2 separate regions of the Hordeum vulgare genome follow, and region 2 is linked to region 1. Evidence: chromatin contacts called from public Hi-C data. All regions are on one chromosome and are shown on one strand. Each heading gives the region's core, a stretch centred on a gene start, on an enhancer-like site or on the middle of the called end of the contact. The rest is flanking DNA. Distances are from core to core; before and after follow the strand shown. Region 1 has its middle 90 kb from the start of LOC123398838. Region 2 holds the start of LOC123433177 (monothiol glutaredoxin-S11).

Evidence for each region. Hi-C and Micro-C count contacts between places; a contact is called where the count stands out from the background.
Region 2: a Hi-C map of leaf shows a contact between it and region 1, with 5 times the contacts expected there. The contact joins the promoter of LOC123433177 here to the enhancer-like site in region 1. A contact is called at or near these places in 4 of 6 Hi-C or Micro-C datasets (leaf and seedling).

What each region holds. Positions count from the first base shown.
Region 1 is chr1H:311,155,045-311,157,783 of MorexV3_pseudomolecules_assembly, forward strand. No RefSeq gene overlaps it. Among protein-coding and RNA genes, the nearest start is that of LOC123398838, 90 kb to the left of the region's middle. Within about 2 kb of position 1,432, at least 2 of the 3 cell types and tissues checked have open chromatin away from gene starts, as enhancers often do. A contact at or near this core is called in leaf, where this site is marked.
Region 2 is chr1H:311,690,783-311,693,518 of MorexV3_pseudomolecules_assembly, forward strand. It overlaps LOC123433177 (monothiol glutaredoxin-S11), which reads left to right and starts at 1,383. Exons shown (of 3, transcript XM_045115437.1): 1 at 1,383-1,699; 2 at 2,597-2,671. The coding sequence starts at 1,520. It overlaps LOC123433145, which reads left to right. Exons shown (of 4, transcript XM_045115435.1): 4 at 1-172.

The sequences.
Region 1 (2,739 bases), core at 182-2,681:
CATCACCCACACCATGCGAAGATGAGTAGCTGAGGCGCATCGAGCCCCCCGATCCAGTCATCGTGCCGCCCTCGCGTTCACATCGACAGTCGACGTCATCGAAGAAATTCGGGACCGCTGCCCCGGCACCCATCTTCGTCGGCCGAACCATGCCATCCAGGCCCGCCAAGAAGCTCCAACCAAAGATCATGTAACGTGAGAAACGATGGGTCCCCCTGTAGCCATCAATCGCGTGAGGAGCATGAGGACCCGTCGCTGCCATCATCCTCGCGGCCTTTGACCGGAGGCATCCTTCAACGACGGCGGGGGGAGCAAGATCGAAGGAGCAAAGGGTGGCGGCTGCACGGGATCCGCCCGAGTCGACACTCCTTCGAACGAAGCGGGGGCATTCTCCCAACCCTATAGTCTCGTATGAATGATCATGCTTAATCATTACTACACAAACGAAAACGGAATTTTTGAAATAAACTTCCACTCCATTAATTAGAAATAATAGTTACATCTTTCATAAGAAAAGATACAATATCATTCATTGGCTTCTCAAACCAATCTCTAGTGGATGAAAATTTCGCTAACCTAGCAATTTCATGAGCCACCTTATTTAATTTTCTATTATAATGTTTAAATCTAATTGTCTTCAAATGGCAAAGAGATTGCACGAACAAACGAGCGTGAATATATCACGTCTACCAAGCCGGAGCATAGTGCTTACTATAATGTGTAAGTTGTAACACATCGTATAGTGTATTAACGAGCACTCGTGGGCGCTCCTAAGCTAAAAGAGCTTTAAATGAACAAAGCCGAATATTTTTTACTCGTTAAGCGTAACAAGGTTGACGTGCATGAGCTTAGCGAGTCGAGCAGCTCATTAATCTACTCCTACTTGGAAGGTCCTATACGACGCCTTCACAGCGCCGGATAGGCAAACCGACGCATGCAACGCTCTTTCTAGTGGGCCAGCCCATGTAGAATTTGTCGCTCCTTAAAAATTAAGAAATAGTTCATAGAATTTCAAAAAAGATCAGAGTCACGAAAAAAGTTAAATGATTATAAAAAAAGTTCACCAATTTTTTGAATATGTTTATGTATTTTAAAAAATTCACAGAATTCGAAAACAAATTATTGATTTTCAAACAAAAATAATCGATTTCCAAAACAAATTCATCAATTTTTAAAAACAGTTCATTGATTTTGAAAAGATTCGCAAATTTTACATTATCTTCACTGATTTTAAAAATAGTTCACCGATTTTTAAAAAAGTTCATCAATTTTCAAAAATGTCCATCGATTTTCAAATAAAGTTCATCAATTTGGAAAAAAATTCACAAGCTAAACACAGATCAGATCTTTAAATGGGCCGGCCTATGAAGGAGCGCTGCAGGCGCCGGTTAGCAAACTTTGCCGTTAACCGGCGCCTGTGCGTTAAATAGGGCTTCCCCTCCTACTTGGCGTTTACGGCGTCCGAGCTACTTGGACAGCGGCCCATAAGCGACACGTGCTGGTTTCCTCCTCCCGCCAAGGCTTTAGAAAATAATAAGTTTCAATTATTTTAGATATTAAACGATTCCTAATTTATAAAACACGAATTTGAAGAAAATAATGTCAAGATTTTGGAAAGTTTGGAATTTTTATGGATTCGAAAACAGTTCACGGGTATGAAATAAGTTTGGGAGTTTGCAAAAAGTTTGTGGTTATGAAAATAAAAACATGGATTTAAAGAAAGATTACAATTTTTTTTTAAATACAAATTTTAAATGGTTCGTGAACGGGAGAAAATTGTGAAGAAATTCACCAAAATGTTTGAAAAGAAATTCAAGAATTTGGAAAAAAAATCATGAATTTTAAAAAATCACGAATTTTTAAAATGAAGGTTCACATTTTTTTAAAACAATTTTGATTTTGAAAAATATTTGAATTTTATTTTTTGCGCATTTTGAAAAAATAAAGAGAAAAATAAAAAATAAAACTAAAAAGGCTAAAAAGATATATAACAAAGGCAAAAAAGAGAGATGACCTGTACGAGAAACAGAACAAACGGCGAGAAGCTTTCAGATTCTTCCCAAAACCTAGGTGGAAAGCTTCCAGAACCTGAATGCGAGATCAAAAGTCTCTCATTAAGAGCTTCTCTAACAGACCTCGCAAACAGACATCACAAAAAAAATGATTTGAGGGCTCTCGGAAAAATATTTTACAATGCGATGAGCGTTTCGGCCGAACAGATTCCGCAAACGCGTCTCGCAAAAGTTTTGTGGGACACATTTGCGGATCTGTTCAGTCGAAGCACTCGTTGCACCACATTTTTTTACATAACTTTAAATAAATAACATATTTCAGCAAAATTTAAAATAAATTCAATATAAATGGCCTAAAAGCAACTCACAATACAACAATAGTCATCATTACAATAAATATTTTAATTCAAATAATTATTACAACACCAAATTGTTCAAATCTCACACGAATAAAAATACATACAAATGGGGATCTATCTCACCCCATAGAGCTGCCATAGATGCTCAATAAAGTCATCCTGGAGTTGGTTCTGCGTGTCACAGTTCTCGATCTTGCGGTAGGTCTCAAGAAATGCAATGATCTCATCACCGTCCGTGACACGCTTCACGCGGCTAACAACATTGTCATAGTTGTATATCAAGTCCAAATGCCTCTCATCCTTGATGATCATATTGTGTAATATTACACAAGCAGTCATGATCGATGTTTGGGAGGGATTTTTTATTC
Region 2 (2,736 bases), core at 133-2,632, 540 kb after region 1:
ATGTTTAGGTTTGCAGACACGTCTGTCTGTCAACCGGGTACAATCCAGCAAAACTGTTAGACTGGGTTGTAGTAACCATAAACTCTATACATGTTGCACTGCTCACAATCTTTATTTTGTTGTAAGATGTGGCTGTAATGGCCACATTACATCTCCACCATCGCTTGGTTGATTCATGTTGTCAAACTGGTTATGCACTATATTGATCGTGATTGTTCATAGGAGATTGGATCAGCGGAAACTCATCCGAGTGCTGCTTCTTATCTGAAGAAGAGTGGTTATAATGGCTACATTTGTTCTGAACCATCGCTTGGTGTAATTTTGTTTTCAAACTGTTTGTGTACAATGTTGAGCCTGATTTGAGGAATGATTTTGTTCATAGGAGATTGAATCAATGGAAACTTGTCCAAGTGATGCTTGTTATCTGAAGAAATCGGTGGATTTACATACATGGCTACTTGCAAACATCAGCTGGGAGGGGGGTGGCAACCAAACTTTTTTCTTTTCGACAAGTTCAGCTGGCCTGAATCCTGCCGTTTTTTGCCGCAAAAGTTTTCTTTACAGAAAATGCCACGCGTTCTGCCAACCCATACAACTAAACTCGTCACCTAATCGCCAGCTATTTCTGTCCTTTTTCTCTCCTTTTCTACGCAATTTTTCAGAGAGCGCTATATGTTGAGAGACTCAACCATGAAACGAGGTTCTCCCTTCCAACTTGTCTCAAAATAACATCCAGAGGAAAACAGGCAAAAGAGACAAAAGGAAAACAAAAAACAAAAGGCAGGCAAAGTTGCTTCGTACTGGATCTCAGCGAGAGAAAATGTGTCATCAGGAAGCCGCTGCGATGTCATCGCAGCCGCCTCACATTGATCAGGAAGATAACGCAGTATTTCTACCAGAGCATCATCGATCCAAACCATCCACAGCAAAATCACGCACCCCAAGAGCATCAAACCGAAAACAACGAAGCAGAAGGATGCTACCATCAGGCACAGATCTGAATTGGTGGAGGCAGTGTGTGGGGATTCAGAGTTTCAGACAAAGGGTTTGGTGGCGACTAATACCCTAGGGTTTCGTTTCTGGCCACCCGAGGGAGGGCACCTGAGGAATGCTTCGGATTTATATAGACTCGTCGGCCGGGGCGAGGAGCTGAGGGGGGATGCCGGGATGGGACCCCGGGACGGCGGCTGGGCCCCGCCGCCGCCGCAGCCTCTGGCTTTTTGCCGGGCTGGGCGCGTGGGTCCAGGTCAGTCAGACCGATGATGATTCTTTCATCTTTTGGGCCGTTAGCCCGCTCCGGCCAGGCCCAAACGGCCTAGGTCGGTTCCGGGCCCTTCTGGAATCTTCCGTCGCCGTCGCACCGCACGGGCACGGGCCGGAGAGGAAAACCCCAGGTCGCAACCCCTCGCCACGAGTCATCACCCGTCGTCTCTCTCCCCCAATCGCCCCCGCCGCTGGTAGCTAACCATCTCGAGCGTTCTCGCCGTCGATTGTTGTTGCTTTTCGTGGGGAGGAGGCGATGGCGAGCGGCGGCGGGGCGGTGAGGGAGGTGGGGTCGAGGGCGGAGCTGGACGCGGCGGTAGGCGGCGCGCGGGCCGCCGCGGTGCACTTCTGGGCGGCCTGGTGCGAGGCCTCCAAGCAGATGGACGAGGTCTTCGCCCACCTCGCCGTCGACTTCCCCCACGCGCTCTTCCTCAGGGTACGCACGCACGCGCTCGCGCGCAGCCTGCTGCTGCTGCTCGCCGATTCCTCCCCTGTGGTCGCGGTAGATTTGGGTTCGGGCCGGTTTCCGGTGGATCGTGATCCTTCGGCGGCGGTCTGGGCCTCTGGTCACAGATTTGCGTTTAGGGTTCTGGCGCGTGATTCATGCTGCTGCCTAGGTTACTTTTTTTCGCATGCTTATACTCCCTCCGTTCCTAAATATTTGTCTTTTTAAAGATTCAACTACGGACTACATACTTGTCTTTTTAAAGATTCAACTACGGACTACGTACGGAGCAAAATGAATGAACTTACACTAAATTATGTCTATATACATCCAAGACAAATATTTAGGAACGGAGGGAGTAGAGTATTTATTTACTTACGATGCGAGAAACACTATGTGATGTGTATGCAGTTGATTAACTCGAACCATGAGATAAAAGCAGAATTCAACCCGTTTGTGTGCTTGAAACCGAAACCCTTCGTTTGTTCTAGTTACAAGTATGAAATCAGGCAGTACCTGTATCAAGTCTTTTGTAAGATATTTTTTGCTATAGTGGTCTGTTGTCTACTACTTTCACCGTGTGATGCCATCAGACCGGGATTCAAGTAAAAGAATCAACAACAATAACAAAAACAAAGCCTTTTTATTCCCAAACAAGTTGGGCGGGCAGAGTCGAAACCCATAAGATCTCGAAACCAACTCTAGTAAAAGAATGATCTAATCAAACATTCCTCTTTTGGGACTATTGTCCTTTGATTATTATGAAGTGTTCTTTGGTCACATAATTATGATTCATTCTTTATGCTCTGCCAATGACACACCATTTCGTAATTTGGATATCTCAAGCCTTTTCTTATTTATCCTCGTCATGTTGGTAACTTCTGTCAGGTTGAAGCTGAAGAACAACCGGAAATTTCAGAGGCATATGGAGTTACAGCAGTGCCATACTTTGTTTTCTGCAAGGTATTTACTGTTTACAGTTGTCATGCAATGCAATTAGTTCATGCTAGTGGACCTCTTTTTGATTA